Linked DNA regions of Mus musculus: all the other regions are linked to region 3. Evidence: chromatin contacts called from public HiChIP or PLAC-seq and promoter capture Hi-C data. All regions are on one chromosome and are shown on one strand. Each heading gives the region's core, a stretch centred on a gene start, on an enhancer-like site or on the middle of the called end of the contact. The rest is flanking DNA. Distances are from core to core; before and after follow the strand shown. Region 1 holds the start of Cdh3 (cadherin 3). Region 2 overlaps Gfod2 (glucose-fructose oxidoreductase domain containing 2). Region 3 holds the start of 1810019D21Rik (RIKEN cDNA 1810019D21 gene). Region 4 overlaps Ranbp10 (RAN binding protein 10). Region 5 holds the start of Gfod2 (glucose-fructose oxidoreductase domain containing 2).

Region 1 (2,700 bases), core at 85-2,584, 380 kb before region 3:
GATAGATGCCCGAGTCTCATGACACACTGGTGGTTCTCAGTACCGAAATGACCCTCCACTTTTAAGTTTTTGAACTTGAGTGGAGAAAATCGCAACAGAAAGATCAAAATGTGCTTTGATCGCTCGCTCGCTCACTCACTGGTCGGCTTGGGACACAGACTGCCTTCCCCCCTTCCCCCGCGACTCAAGTAATTAACATCCTAGTACCAAGACGCTTGGAGTGAGGGACCTAGTGTTCCCGGTGCGTGATGCCCTCCGCCCAGGTGTGCCAGGCCATTCGCAGGCAGGCTGCAGGGGCGCAGGCCCTCCGGGAATGGCAGGGTTAAGAGTGCATTCCAGCTGCCCGGGAAGAAGGGGGGCGGGGAGGGCAGCCTGGAGAAGAGAAACAGACCGGGTCTGTCTGTCGGAGACACAAAGCACGGTTCACAAAGGGGGCCAGAGAAGGGGCGAAGGGGGCTGCTCAGGGCACGGTTCATCTCCACACCTGCGCGGGGGTTGCGGGAGGAATGTGCACTGCGCATTCCTCTACTGTGGCGGGGCGGGAGAGTTTTCCACGTCGGGGCTGGGTGAGGGGCTCAGCCGCGAGGCACCGAGAGGTCAAGATAAGCAACAACAGTAGCAGCGAGGCACAGAAGAGCTGGACGTTAGTAGGCGCACCGTTGCTCAGCCTTCTCGCGCCCAGCCCAGCCCGGGAGCCACTTTCTACGCCTCCCGAGGATGTGGGGTGGCTCCAAGACGTCCCAGCTCTGCTCTAGACAACCTTCCGATGCGCCACAGTAAAGCGAAGCACGTGTGGTCTTCCGCACTGTGGCTCCATCCAGGCTGGCTCCGGGAGGGGTCTTACCTTTCCCCAGAACTTGGCTCGGCTCCAGGTCAGTTCCTTCCACCTCCAAGGTCACTCCAGCCTCCCCGATGAAGCCCGCTCGGTAGGGCTCGGAGACCACGCTGCGTAGCCAGCAAACCTGAGTGTGAGGGTAGAAGGGTTAAAGAGGAGGCTGAGTCACAGGCATGCCTGGTTCTGTACACCCATTCTTGGGAGTCCTGGGGGGGGGGCCCTCCGGGACAACCTTGGCCCCAAGGAGCACAGCCCTAAGATTCCCCCGACGCCCGCAGCGTGAGAACCCCACCCGCCCTCCAGGGAACAATCCGGGTCAGGACCATGGCAAAGCACTGTGGTACCTGGAGCAGGAGGAGCAGGAAGGCGTGAGGCCCACTAAGAAGCTCCATAACTGAAGGGAGGTGAGAAGGCTGCCGCGACGGTGGGGCGCGCTCTGCTAAGCTCCGGGTGCAGCTTTGAGCACCGCGGCTCGCTGGAGCCCGCGGGAGGAGGCCAGGTGCGCTCAGGTAGCTGCTGATTGGTCCAACGTCACAAGGTCCCGCCCCCTCGCAGGTGGGGTCGAGGCCAGCCTGCCGAAGGCACTCTCGAAGCCCTAAAGGTCCTCCCTGGTGCCCTCCACCGGCCTCCCTGCTCTTCTGGAACTACTTCTGAAAGGTACCCCGTGGCTCTCGCAGTCTCTGGCTTCGATGGAAAATAATCTAACAAAACAAAACCCCCCAATCCACTCCACCTCAGCCTCTGCAGCACGGGAAGACAAATATTCCATTGCTGGCAGCTACAACGGAAAAAAAGTGGAGACGCATCTGAAACCCGACAAAAAAACAGAGGCTCCCCATTCATGCTACCGGAGGCGCTGTGTTCAAAGCTTTGATGAAGGCAGGGCGTGTCTTTACACCCGCTACAGAGGGGTCTGCCCTCTGCCACTTTCTCTACCTCCCACACTAGGCCGGGGAGGGGCAGGGGCGGGGGCGGGGGAGCGCTCCCGGGTTTTAAAAGTGGCATCGAGGTCTCAAAGGACCGCGCTACGCGATCTGATACACGTGTGAGAGAATAGTAACTTCCGTTTGCAGCTGGACAAATGGAAGGCAGCTAGTACAGAAAGTCCCAGAGTTTGGAAGCCATAGTAACTTCAAAGGGCTTGAGGTAGGGCACAAGCTATTTGTTATCAGCCCCATTATTTCTGGCACCCCCAATATAAATGTTTTCTTTCTCCAAATATAATTGTTTCCTTAATTTTATGTTAAATGCAAACAATGGAGATTTTTGCGTTATTTATTATTGTCATGTATGAATGGCCCATCGCACACATGTGAAGGTCAGAGGACGACTTTGTGGAGTTGGTTCTCGCCTTCCTCCTTTAAATGGATTCTGGGATTGAACTCAGGTCGTTAGGATTGTGCATTACCTGCTGGGCCCAAACTTTTTTTTTTAACACTTATTTATGTATTTATTTATTTTATGTGAGTACACTGTCGCTGTCTTCAGACACACCAGAAGAGGGCATCAGATCCCATTACAGATGGTTGTGAGCCACCATGTGGTTGCTGGGAATTGAACTCAGGACCTCTGCAAGAGCAGCCAGTGTTCTTAACCTCTGAGCCATTTCTCCAGTGTGCTTTACCTGCTAAACCATCTCCTTTGTCCGTTTTTTGTGTTTGCTTGTTTGTGTGGTTTTTTTTTTTTTTTCTTTTGTTTTGAGGCAGACTCTCACATTGTAGTCTCAGGCTGGCCTTGAATTCATTCAAACCTTCTGTCTCTGGCTCCTAACTGCTGGAATAAAAGACAATGACCCACAATGACCAGCTTAACAATGATGACTTTTTAAAAAAAGTGTAATGTGTCTCAGGCTGGCCTGAAACTAT
Region 2 (2,700 bases), core at 140-2,639, 410 kb after region 3:
GGAGTTGAACTCAGGACCTCTGGAAGATCAGTCAGTGCTTTTAACCACTGAGCTATCTCTCCAGCCCCCTCTGTTTTGGTTTTTTTTTTAATATTTTTTCAGCTTTTTTTTTTTGAGACAGACTCTTGCTCATCGACCAGGCTGGCCTTACGCATACAATACTCCTTCTTTGGACTTCCAAGTGCTCCAGGGTGAACATCTGTTTGCAAAAAAAGGAAAAGAGAACCATTTCTTTTTGTGTTTTTGATTTGGAGTCTCAAACCCTATATACTCAGGTATACACACAAACACACACACACACACACACACACACACACACACAATGCTTTTTAGAAGGAAGTCTAAAGATCTTTATTTTGTAGTTGAAGCCTTGAAGGCTAAATCACTTGACCAGGGTTAGGTAGAATAAGGACTTGACCCTACTTTTCATAGTTTACTTGTTTTCTCTGTGTCCAGTAGGTGACGGTGGTATCCAGTGTGCCAGGAACAAGATTCTTCAGCTTTTTATTTTGGAAAAATACTTTGTGTTTCGGGGACAGAGAGCTTGTTGCTTCCAAATTGCCTTAGAATCTAGGCTCCTCTGAGTGTAATCTCTGCCGCTGACCAGTTCATTTCTGTTTTAGGAGCCATGTTTGATCAGGATGACGGGACGGTCAGCTGCATCCCGGGGACCCTTGTAAGGACATGAGTGCTTGAGCAGAGGCCAGGATGAAGCTGCTCCCAGGAGTCGGTGTGTTCGGGACTGGCAGCTCAGCCCGGGTCCTGGTCCCGCTGCTGAGGGCAGAGGGCTTCACCGTGGAGGCCCTGTGGGGGAAGACTGAGGAAGAGGCAAAGCAGCTGGCCGAGGAGATGAACATCACCTTCTACACCAGCCGCACAGACGACGTCTTGCTGCATCAAGACGTAGACCTGGTCTGCATCAACATCCCACCTCCGCTCACCCGGCAGATATCCGTGAAGGCTCTAGGTATGCATCTTCAGGCTACAGCGGCAGACTGTGTTTCCTCCTCTGGGCAGTCCTCCACAGTGCCCGGCCCTCTCCTAGGCCTGGCCATTCCTTCTTTGTCTGCACCTGCGGGTAGTGGTGCTCTGGGATATCGCTGGGGCAGAGGTGGGGAAGGACATGCTGGAGATTCTAAAAGCTCTAACCCTCTCTGCTCCCTATTCACCACTAACCCTCGGGGCAGAAGCTCAGCCCATCAAGGAGCTAGAGACGGCTGCCCTCCTTCACTGTCCAGCCTGCTGTGGGGAGGTCAGCACTTCCCCGGACCCCCGGACCCTCAGATGTGATGGATGTGTTTGTTCTGTCCCGCTGTAGCAAGCAGCACCACAGGAAGGAGAGGAGGTTGTCTAGAAGGCTCCCGCTTCCTGTGCTTTGTCAGCCCTTGGCTGTAATGAGCACCACCCTTCCTGGCAAACTGCAATCTGGTATTGCCAGACAGCAGGAAGGTGCTCTGTCAGGCCTGGCTTTCCTGACACACACCACAGAATAGCCTGCTCACATGTCCACTCTCCTGGGAACCTGACTGGGTGTGACCTGGTGAGCTGTTCTTCAGGTTCCTAGTGAGTTCCTCTTGCCTGTGAACTATAGGCAGGTTCTTCTTTTCATCATATAGATCTTGAAATAAGAGTTTACTATGTAGCTCCGGCTATCCCCCAACTCACACTCCTGCCTCACCCTTCTGAGTGCTGGGATTATGTGTGTGCCACTGATCCTGGTGTCTCGTCTCATCTCGTCTCTTCTCTTCTCTTCTCTTCTCTTCTCTTCTCTTCTCTTCTCTTCTTCTGTTACAGGATCTGTCTCTCTTGCTATTTTTCTTTGTGTTACTGTTGTTCTTAATTAAGGATCTAAGCGCTGTAACTGCAGTCCTTTTAGAATTGGAGGAAGACAAGACAGTCACTTAGGCGGTAGCTGTTGGAACAGTCTAACTTCAGCTCAGCTCCTTTAGACCTGGAGCACAAGAGAAATTTTCACAGTTCCCTGAAGCTTCCATCTACCTCAGCATGTCTCGTGGGCTGGAATATAATGTGGTGAGCCTATGACAGACACGGGGTTTGGTGAAGACAGCAGTGTGAGGCACACAGCGCTGACACAGACTTGCAGGTATGTGACATGTGACACAGGTCCAGGTTTTCACCATTCCTCCTTCCCATGTCTGTTAGAACCGTAGCCTCTAGCCTTTGAGACTTGAAGTAAAAGAACAGTGAGGCTTGCTGGTGCCCCGTGCAGTGTCCAGTCCAGCACCCGCTGTGTGTTCTCACAGAACTTGTGTGGTGTGGTACACCCCACCCCACACACCATATCCCACACTCCACCCTGCCCTGCAAGGTTCCCTGCACAGCACCACCAAAGAAGCAATGTCACCTGGGATAGAAGTAATTTCTCAAGCACCTCAGATTTCCTGCCTCTCTGGGGTGGGTGCCATTCTCTCTGGGCAAACTTCCTGGGTGGTTTGCTGCAAACTGTGGATGAAGGGTCACAGACCCAACTGTCTTTGTTGTCAATGAAAGAAACTGAAGGGCTGGGGTATAGTTCAGTTGGTAGAGTGTTTGCCTGCATTTATGAAAACCAGGATTCAGTCTCAAGAACTACGAAAGACTTAACCCACTCGGATGGTGGTATATGTTGTAGGAACTTTAAATCCTGGCCCAGGGTTTCTACCCTGCCTTTGGTTTATTAAGTTCCTGGATTAAAAAAAA
Region 3 (2,700 bases), core at 132-2,631:
TTCCTCTGCGGCCATGACTCCGCCGCCGCCGCCGCCCCCACCCCCGGGCCCAGATCCCGCAGTAGACTCGGCCACAGACCCTTGTCCCGAACCTCAGTCGCTGGTGGTTTTGTTCGGGGCCACTGCCGGTGCGCTGGGGCCGGACCTAGGCTCGGACGAGACCGACTTAATCCTCCTAGTTTGGCAAGTGGTGGAGCCGCGCAGCCGACAGGTAGGGTGGGAAAGAGGGGACCTCGGGACGCTTCAGAGCCTGTTGAGGCACAGCGGCTCATGGGGTTACCCTCGGTGCTTTTAGGTGGGGACGCTGCACAAGTCGCTAGTTCGCGCCGAGGCGGCTGCCCTGAGTCCACAATGCCGCGAGGCGAGTGGACTCAGCGCAGACAGCCTAGCGCGGGCGGAGTCCCTGGACAAAGTGCTGCAACAGGTGAGCGTGGGGGCCCGCGTGGGTGGTGGAACTGCGGAGTGGCAGGGACACTACTTCGAGGGGGAGGGGAGGAGGGGAGACCTGGAGCGACGCGACCCAGTGGCACGGCCAGTAGGACAAGGTCTTGTTTGAAACTTTTGAGCGACTACCGCGTGGAAGCGTGCTAGGCCATTCCCAGAGCCACCTTACCTTCCAACCTTTACAGACATCCACTCCTGCCGAGGAAGTTGACAATAGCGGCTAAGGGATCCATCCCCCCGAGGCCCCTTCCTCTCCCTCCCACTCCCCCCGCTAGCAGAGGACACGTCAGAAATAGGGTCGAGGTGGGCTCAGGTTTAGCGGTAGATCACTTGGTCTCTGCCGCCTGCTCTCCTGGGAACCGCTGAAGCGAGGGCGTCGGGCGGTGTCTGCCTCGGGGGCAGACGCCTCTAGGTGAGGCCGGCTGGTTTAGGCCTGCCTGTCCCAGCTGACTGGCCAGGCGTGGGTGAGTGGGTGCTGTCCGAACATTATCTAGGGGCTACCTGCCCAATGAGCGCAAAGGCCTAGGCGCATGCCCCCTCCCATACCCACCCCGCACCCTGGCCAAGTGGGAGTGAGTTTTCCCTGTTTGCATTGCTCACTCACCCCATGACTGAGTTGTAATGAGTGTTAAGTCCTTTCCTCTTCTGACTCTCGTTCTTAATGAGAAGACCTACAGATGCCAGGTTACAGAAGGGCTCCAGGCCCACTGCTCACCTGGGAGGGTGCTGTAGAAAAAAATCTGGTTGCCTTGCTCTGTCGGCCTTAGATTGGAAAGTGTCACAGAATTGCCAAGGGAAAGGGCCGGATCGTGCTGGATAGCCTTCAGAGTGCCACCCACCCCCCTCTACGAGCAAACAGTTCTGTGCCAGTTGGTCGATGGGGTGTGGGTCAAAGCTCAGGCTGCTGCGAGTGGCCAAGTATGAAGCTCTGTCCTTGGTGGCTCTGTTCCTGGGTTGGTCGGACCAAGGGGCGGGGCTGCCATTGACCATGGGCCTTTTGGCCCTCGGGCAGGTGTGAACCTCCCCCACCTGTCTGAGGGTGGTGCCTGGTCCAGGACAGGTTTAACCTGCTTTGCTCCTCCCCTCCCCACCTGCTTGCCTCACTCCACCAGGTGTTTGCTCTGGCCCGACTCCAGACTCCTGGAGTGTGTTTAATGGGGGCTTGGGTTATGTGCGACTGCTCTCATTTGGCCTAGAGGAGGTGACAGGGAACTAGGCTAGGGGTGGGGATTAGGAGCCTGGGATTTAGGGCAAGGCCTTTTACTTCCCAGGCAGGGTAGGGTTGAACATCCTGATGAACCAGCTTTGCAGCCTGAGTCCCTCCCTCCTGCTACCCCTCCCCCCCAGTTTCAGCTGTCTAGCTGTGAGTCTATGTCTGAGTCTCCACTCCCTGTCCCCAGTTCTCACAGCTGGTGAGCGGGGATGTGGCTCTGCTGGGCGGGGGCCCCTATGTGCTCTGCACTGATGGGCAGCAGCTGTTGCGACAGGTTCTGCATCCTGAGGCCTCCAGGAAGGTATGTCATTGAGGGCACATGGGTACGGTTGGGTTCCCAAGGCCCCTGTTGTAAACACCTTAGGTTACCTATTCACCCCCACTCCCATGTGCTCCCAGAACCTGGTGCTCCCCGACACCTTCTTCTCCTTCTACGACCTCCGCAGAGAATTCCATATGCAGCACCCAAGCACCTGCTCCGCCAGAGACCTCACAGTGGGCACCATGGCACAGGGTATCTGTGACCCATCAAAATTAAGGTGGAGGGGTGACTAATATGTCCAAGCATGTGCATGATGCCGTATGGGCTGTATGAATGTAGACAGGTCTATGTTTTTAGCCTCATTCTTTGGGATACATTTGGAATGTGGACATGTCTGTGTTTGGTCTGAGGACCTGTAGGTACATGTATGAACTGGGCCACAACTAGTGTTTGCTAGGATTCTCTGGGTGTTTCGGGGTGACGTGGGATGTACAGACCTGGACCTCAGTTGTCACTTCTCTGCCTATAGACTTGGGACTAGAAACAGATGCTACCGAAGATGACTTTGGGGTCTGGGAAGTGAAGACTATGGTAGCTGTTATTCTCCACCTACTTGAAGGGTCCAATGGTAAGATTCTTGCCCTGCTTGCCAGCTACTGTCAGGACTGGGTGAGTGCCCATCCCTTCAACAGAGTCCCCTTGCTGACTTGTGACCTTCTCTAAGAGAACACAAGGTAGAAACCCCTCTGCCGCGTCCTCAATGCCCTCACCGGTCCTATTT
Region 4 (2,700 bases), core at 148-2,647, 340 kb after region 3:
TCAGGACCTTTGGAAGAGCAGTCAGTGCTCTTACCCGCTAAGCCTCCTCGCCAGCCCGAATGTTTTTGTTTTAATCCAAGTTATGAGATATGGACTGCTTCAGATTGTCCGCAGCAGGTGACTATGATTTGCCTAGTGATTTTTGCCAGCTGGAGATAGTACTGTGACTGTGACATTTGGAATTCTGGGGACTTTTCAGAGGGCATATAAATGCTAGAGCCTTGAGAGGCAGAGTCAGTTGGTGGGTTGTTGGTTGCTGTCGGTTGTAGTTTAAGTAGTGGTGCAAAAAGAAGAAACAACAAGAAGAAATTAGATATCCTGACTGTAAAGATCAAACTTGCCCCAAGGAACTCAACGCCCCTAATCAGCAGGAAGTCTAACAATAGCCCCCCTTCCTGACCCCGACTTTATTCAGGGATCTCTTTCTTTTCTCCATATCCTTTTTTCTCTCTTATCTAGGTTTAAGGGGTTGAAAGGTGGGAGAAAAAGGGTGGAGGGAAGAAGAACCCACAGGTAGGGAAATCTCGCTACAACATACATCCCTTCTTCCAATCCACCACACACATAGAAACAAGACAATGTGAAACAACAAAGCAAAGCAAAGCAAAGCAAACCACCTACGAGTCAGTACATTTTAGAGAAAGTCATTTTTGTTTTGTTTTGAGGGTTGTTTGGGTGAGAAATCAAAGCTTGTTGGGTTTGTGAGTGTGGGGTTTGCCCCTAACATGTGGTAAGGGCCTTTTGTGCTTTTGTTTGCAGGTCACCTGGAGATGGGTGTATGGATTATGCTCAATACGGAGGGAGGACTAGAAAGTGGGGCTTAGTCACTTCTTTCTGGGGAGCCATGGATATCCAGGTACCCGTGGGGAGTCACAGGAAAGTACAAGAACCTCACCAGGGCTGGGTGTGCTGGCACACATCTGTCAGGAACCGGAGGCTGGAAGCTTGTGAGTTCTCAACCAGCTTAGGCCCTTTAGTAAAATGCACTTTGCCGGGCGGTGGTGGCGCACGCCTTTAATCTCGGCACTTGTGAGGCAGAGGCAGGCAGGCGGATTTCTGAGTTCGAGGCCAGCCTGGTCTACAGAGTGAGTTCCAGGACAGCCAGGACTACACAGAGAAACACTGCCTCGGAAAAAAAAAAAAAAAAAAAACCAAAACCAAAACAAACAAATAAACAAACAAAAATTTTGCTCTTCAATTTAAAAACAAATAGTCAGGTGTGATGGCTCTTGCGTTCATCTCAGGAGAGAAAGATCTCTTGAAGCCAGCTTGGGCTATGTAAGTGAAACTCTGTTTTAGACAAACAGAAATACCTTCAGCATGGATAAGAACTGTGATCTGAGGGGTGCACTGAGCGCTCCGGCTGGTTGGAGGAGTTAGGTGCCCTCCCTCCTCATGTTCTGGCAACTCGCCTGGAATTGCTGGGTGGGGTCAGTGTCAAGCTGCCGCTTCAGCATTTATAAGTGGTAGCAGCAATACTCTTTCATCCTGAAAGAGGCCACTAGAATGAAAAGGATCACCCTTGATCCTGGGCCAAGGAGGCCCTAGAGGTTGGCCCCTGTGGGCTAGCTTTTCCAGTGTTGCAGGGAAACTTGTCAGGGCACGTGCCCTCATCTTCTTGGAGGTCTGTCTTCTCTAGACAGGCTGTGGGTGTCAAGTTGCCTTGCTCCCTTTGTTGTGGAGCTTCTGGGGAAGCAGCACCAGGTCTGTTTCCACAGGAAGCTTGGGAAGCTTTCCTTGTTTCCATTATAGCATTGTGTGAACAGAATTTTCCTTGACCCTCGCCCCCCAGGCCCTTTGCTCTTGGGGCTGTAGATAACCAAGTGGCCTCGTGTTCTAGGCTGTCTGTTCTTGGTGCTTTATGGGGGGTGTCTCATTCATTGTAACCCAATAATGCATCGTGCACATACTCTGTGATGGGCACTGAGTGTAGCCCTGAGGTAACTAGTCTCCCCTTCTGTGAAACTTGCCCAGTAGGGGAGAAACATGTAGTTGAGAACCCCACATTGGGCATCCGTGCTTTGAAGGGACTGATCAGGGCGGGATGAGTCAGGCCAGGGTTGTGAGATGACACGTGGTAAGGGGAGGTCAGATGGGGAAGAAAGCTGTAGGTAGAATAAAGATCCTGATAGAAGAGGTACAGAATTGCTGAGGTGTAAGAGGATGACTGGAGGCCAGTGGGACTGGGTTGTACGGTTGGCAGGGTCCAGTAGGGCGTGTGGATTGTCTTGGGTGTTTTGAGGAAGCCACAGTACAGGTTGGAAGGACAGCAACAGCTACAAGGGGACCAGTTAGAACCTGTCTCAGTGGCCCGGAACTTCATGAAGTGACCTGGACAGAATTCCTGGGGGAGAGATGGAAGCGGCTAGCTCTTTGGGAGGTGACTGAGCAAGCCCTAGTGCTTAGAGCAGTGGACAGTTGGACTGTAAGCTGTTTGTTTATCTCCAGAGAGTTGCTGACCATTGCTTGTAAAAATGAAGTTTGGGGTTGCAACTTACTTGGCAGAGTGTTTACCTGGCGTGTAAAGTTTCAATCCCTGGCACTGCAGAAGCCCACACATGGAGGATAGTTATGCAGCCTCTAATCCTTGCTCGCTGGGAGGGAGCAAATCAGTCAGAAAGTTCGGGTTTTCTTGGCTCTTTGGTGAGTTTTGAGGCAGTCTGAGCTATATGAGAGCTATGTGAGACACTGACTCAAATT
Region 5 (2,700 bases), core at 27-2,526, 380 kb after region 3:
TTTTTAAAAAAGATATTTTTATTTATACAAGTACATTGTTGTTGTCTTCAGACACACCAGAAGAGTGTATCAGATCCCATTACAGATGGCTGTGAGCCACCATGTGGTTGCTGGGAACTGAACCCTGGTCTTCTGCAAGAGCAGTCAGTGTTCTTAACCACTGAGCCACCTCTCCAGCCCAGCACATCCACTTTTTATTTTTAACTCTGATCCTTTGTCTCCAATGGACAGGAGACAAAGGCCCATTTGAAGAAGAGGATTCAAAGTTAAGATTTTGTTTCACTCTGGAAGTTGCCAGGGGTAGAGACAAAGTGGTAATGGTGGCAAGTCCTACAACTGATAAAGGGTCACAGAACCCCCTCAGGTCAGCAGGCATAGTCTATCTCTCCAGCTTGCTGTGGGATGAGGACTGGGAGCCTCCCTTTTTGCAACTAAGAAGTAACCAAGAGAGTCTTCCCACACACATACATAAACAAAAAACCAACCCAGTCACATTCTACAGAGCCAATTTCACACTGAAGTCAACCGGCTTCACTGTAAAACTAAGGCTGACCTCATTACAAGATGTATTTCCCTGGGAGAACACAGGCTCCATAAGGAGGTCAGGGGAACTTCAGATTACAGCCTAAAAGAGAAACGACGTTTAAAGAACAACTAAAGAACACCCAGAGAAAGAGACCAGACACCTGAGCAAACACGAAAGCCAATCTTTCCTGTCAAGAAATCTGACCAGGCCCGGCATGGTGGCGCACACCTTTAATCCCAGCACTTGGGAGGCAGAGGAAGAGGCAGAGGCAGGCGGATTTCTGAGTTCGAGGCTAGCCTGGTCTACAAGTGAGTTCCAGGACAGCCAGGGCTATACAGAGAAACACTGTCTCGAAAAAAAAACAAAAAACAAACAAACAAACTAAAAAAAAAAAAAAAAAAAAACGAACAAAAAAGAAATCCGACCAGTTGGAGATACCTGTGCTTCTACATAGGTCGTTGTCGAGACCTTCATTCCAGGAAACACTCTAAAGCATCTATCTACATTCTTGAGGCCGGTTGGCAAATCTGAGAGCGCCCGAAGCTGGAAGCACAGCTACCATCAACACATCTACCACCGAAAACTTGACAGCAATAGGCTCCCTGAAGGTTTCCCAAGCACCACCCCCAAGGCGCGAGCATGCGCAGCTCTTCATCCCGGCCCCGCCTCCCGCGGGTCCACCTCCCATCACTGAGCATGCGCTGTCCTCCTGCCGCCCCGCCCCTCCGTACCAGAGACCCCTGTTCCTTAGAAACCAGGCGGCGTGTTCCCGGTATCGGTGCTTTGGATTCCGGCGCGCGCGCATCCGCACTAGCCTCCCTCAGGGCAGGCGGACGGCCTCGGAAACCCCTCCGGATCCATGGTCTCTCGTGCAGCTCTGGGCGGGCAATGCCAGCATGCCAGGTGAGAGGCAGCCGGCGGCGGGCGAGGGTGAAAGAGGGCATGGCGCGGCCGGGAGCGGGCGCTGGCCCGGCCTCTGCCGCCGCCCGGCTCCGGAGGTTGGAAGCGAGTATACGCGGGGGCCCTGGCTGGAGGAGGGCTGTGCTAAATGCCAGTGTGTGCACGGCATTGAGTACGAGGTCGCTCCGAGGTTCGTTTTCTCCACCTCGGAGATGGGACCTGCTACATTCGGACGCAGAATTTTGGATCCTGTAAGGATCTTGCTTGAACCTAACCCATCCCCATAAAGATGTGAAACCCTAGGCTACCCCGCCCATTGCGGAGCAGATCACCCCATTACCTGAGTGAGGATGGGCGCTTTGTGGATGAGGATTTGTGAGGTGTGGACACTTCAGACAAAGGACTCGTCGCCTTACTAGCTATTGAAAAATGAGATTGCACTTGAGGCAGAAAGTATGTAAGAAACTGGTGTTCAGGTAAAAGCTTGAAAAAGGAACATCCTAGAAGCATTTGATTTACCCTGCCAGCCCTGCCTGAGTGCCTGGTTGGCCATGGCCTGCTTTTGTAGCTCAGGAAACAAACAAACAAACAAACGGATGGACTTGTGGAAACAAAAGATGAGATGAGGTGTTTCTGTCAGGGCTTTATTACAGCCCTGGTGAGGAAAGACATGCCTGGAGAGATGGGCATTGGTGAATGGCCATGAGGACAGTTTGCCTTCCGGACTGCCTCAGAATCTAAAGAACAGGACGGAAATGTAAAGGTATAAAATTGCGTTGGATAGACAGCAAGGAAGTTATCTTACACTTATGTTCCTTGCTCCCAGTGTCCTGCTAAGTAAAGAGTACATGAGAAAGAAATGAAAACCGGCCGCAGCACTAACTTTATGATTTGTGGCCACAAAGACTTTTTTATTTTTTCCCCCCTCGAGACAGGGTTTCTCTGTGTAGCCCGGGCTGTCCTGGAACTCACTCTGTAGACCAGGCTGGCCTCGAACTCAGAAATCCACCTGCCTCTGCCTCCTGAGTGCTGAGATTAAAGGCGTGTGCCACCACTGCCCGCGCACAAAGACTTCTTAATGGAAGACCATTCAGTTGAAAGAAACAGCCCGTATGATATGAAGTGGTAAAGAGAAGATGATTGTCTTTGAGTAGGGGAAGCTAGATTTGTTTGTGATAGGAAACTCACTTCCTCCTGAAAAACTACACCAGAGAACACAAAAGCTGCAGGACACCCATTTTACAGAAATCGAGAAAATTAACTCTTTAGGACTA

The links. Promoter capture Hi-C pulls out the DNA fragments that hold promoters and counts their contacts. HiChIP or PLAC-seq counts read pairs in DNA pulled down with a chosen protein or histone mark.
Region 1: a contact with region 3 is called in an H3K4me3 HiChIP or PLAC-seq map of embryonic stem cells, with 3 times the contacts expected there. The contact joins the promoter of Cdh3 here to the promoter of 1810019D21Rik in region 3. A contact is called at or near these places in 2 of 39 promoter capture datasets (cranial neural crest and embryonic stem cells), 4 of 484 Hi-C or Micro-C datasets (the G1E-ER4 cell line, embryonic stem cells and epidermal suprabasal cells) and 2 of 115 datasets of contacts at active chromatin or transcription factors (embryonic stem cells and pancreatic cancer cells).
Region 2: a contact with region 3 is called in a promoter capture Hi-C map of pre-B cells, with 2.9 times the contacts expected there. The contact joins the enhancer-like site here to the promoter of 1810019D21Rik in region 3. A contact is called at or near these places in 14 of 39 promoter capture datasets (the C10 cell line, the HPC-7 cell line, cranial neural crest and 8 more), 3 of 15 datasets of contacts at CTCF or cohesin (embryonic stem cells, large pre-B cells and stem cell-derived epiblast-like cells), 8 of 484 Hi-C or Micro-C datasets (B cells, the G1E-ER4 cell line, embryonic stem cells and 1 more), 8 of 115 datasets of contacts at active chromatin or transcription factors (bone marrow-derived macrophages, embryonic stem cells and stem cell-derived neural progenitor cells) and 3 of 9 other capture datasets (adipose tissue, embryonic stem cells and liver).
Region 4: a contact with region 3 is called in a promoter capture Hi-C map of stem cell-derived epiblast-like cells, with 2.5 times the contacts expected there. The contact joins the enhancer-like site here to the promoter of 1810019D21Rik in region 3. A contact is called at or near these places in 4 of 39 promoter capture datasets (the C10 cell line, liver, pre-B cells and 1 more), 1 of 484 Hi-C or Micro-C datasets (liver), 2 of 115 datasets of contacts at active chromatin or transcription factors (both in embryonic stem cells) and 1 of 9 other capture datasets (liver).
Region 5: a contact with region 3 is called in a promoter capture Hi-C map of hippocampal neurons, with 4 times the contacts expected there. The contact joins the promoter of Gfod2 here to the promoter of 1810019D21Rik in region 3. A contact is called at or near these places in 8 of 39 promoter capture datasets (the C10 cell line, cranial neural crest, embryonic stem cells and 4 more), 1 of 484 Hi-C or Micro-C datasets (liver), 3 of 115 datasets of contacts at active chromatin or transcription factors (bone marrow-derived macrophages, embryonic stem cells and extraembryonic endoderm stem cells) and 3 of 9 other capture datasets (embryonic stem cells, liver and pancreatic islet).

Annotation. Positions count from the first base shown.
Region 1 is chr8:106,509,486-106,512,185 of GRCm38.p6, reverse strand. It overlaps Cdh3 (cadherin 3), which reads right to left and starts at 1,334. Exons shown (of 16, transcript NM_001037809.5): 1 at 1,180-1,334; 2 at 845-962. The coding sequence starts at 1,227.
Region 2 is chr8:105,726,255-105,728,954 of GRCm38.p6, reverse strand. It overlaps Gfod2 (glucose-fructose oxidoreductase domain containing 2), which reads left to right. Exons shown (of 3, transcript NM_027469.5): 2 at 624-967. The coding sequence starts at 709. Among named protein-coding and RNA genes, the nearest start is that of 4933405L10Rik, 19 kb to the right of the region's middle. Within about 2 kb of position 1,389, at least 69 of the 459 cell types and tissues checked have an H3K27ac peak or open chromatin away from gene starts, as enhancers often do. A contact at or near this core is called in the HPC-7 cell line, adipose tissue, hematopoietic stem and progenitor cells and 2 more, where this site is marked.
Region 3 is chr8:106,134,081-106,136,780 of GRCm38.p6, reverse strand. It overlaps 1810019D21Rik (RIKEN cDNA 1810019D21 gene), which reads right to left and starts at 1,381. Exons shown (of 4, transcript NR_040346.1): 1 at 1,160-1,381. Esrp2 (epithelial splicing regulatory protein 2) reads left to right here. Exons shown (of 15, transcript NM_176838.2): 1 at 1-211; 2 at 296-424; 3 at 1,845-1,958; 4 at 2,057-2,171; 5 at 2,449-2,547. The coding sequence starts at 14.
Region 4 is chr8:105,798,373-105,801,072 of GRCm38.p6, reverse strand. All of the region lies in intron 3 of Ranbp10 (RAN binding protein 10), which reads left to right. Among named protein-coding and RNA genes, the nearest start is that of Ranbp10, 27 kb to the left of the region's middle. Within about 2 kb of position 1,397, at least 94 of the 459 cell types and tissues checked have an H3K27ac peak or open chromatin away from gene starts, as enhancers often do. A contact at or near this core is called in embryonic stem cells, liver and stem cell-derived epiblast-like cells, where this site is marked.
Region 5 is chr8:105,757,183-105,759,882 of GRCm38.p6, reverse strand. It overlaps Gfod2 (glucose-fructose oxidoreductase domain containing 2), which reads left to right and starts at 1,276. Exons shown (of 3, transcript NM_027469.5): 1 at 1,276-1,429.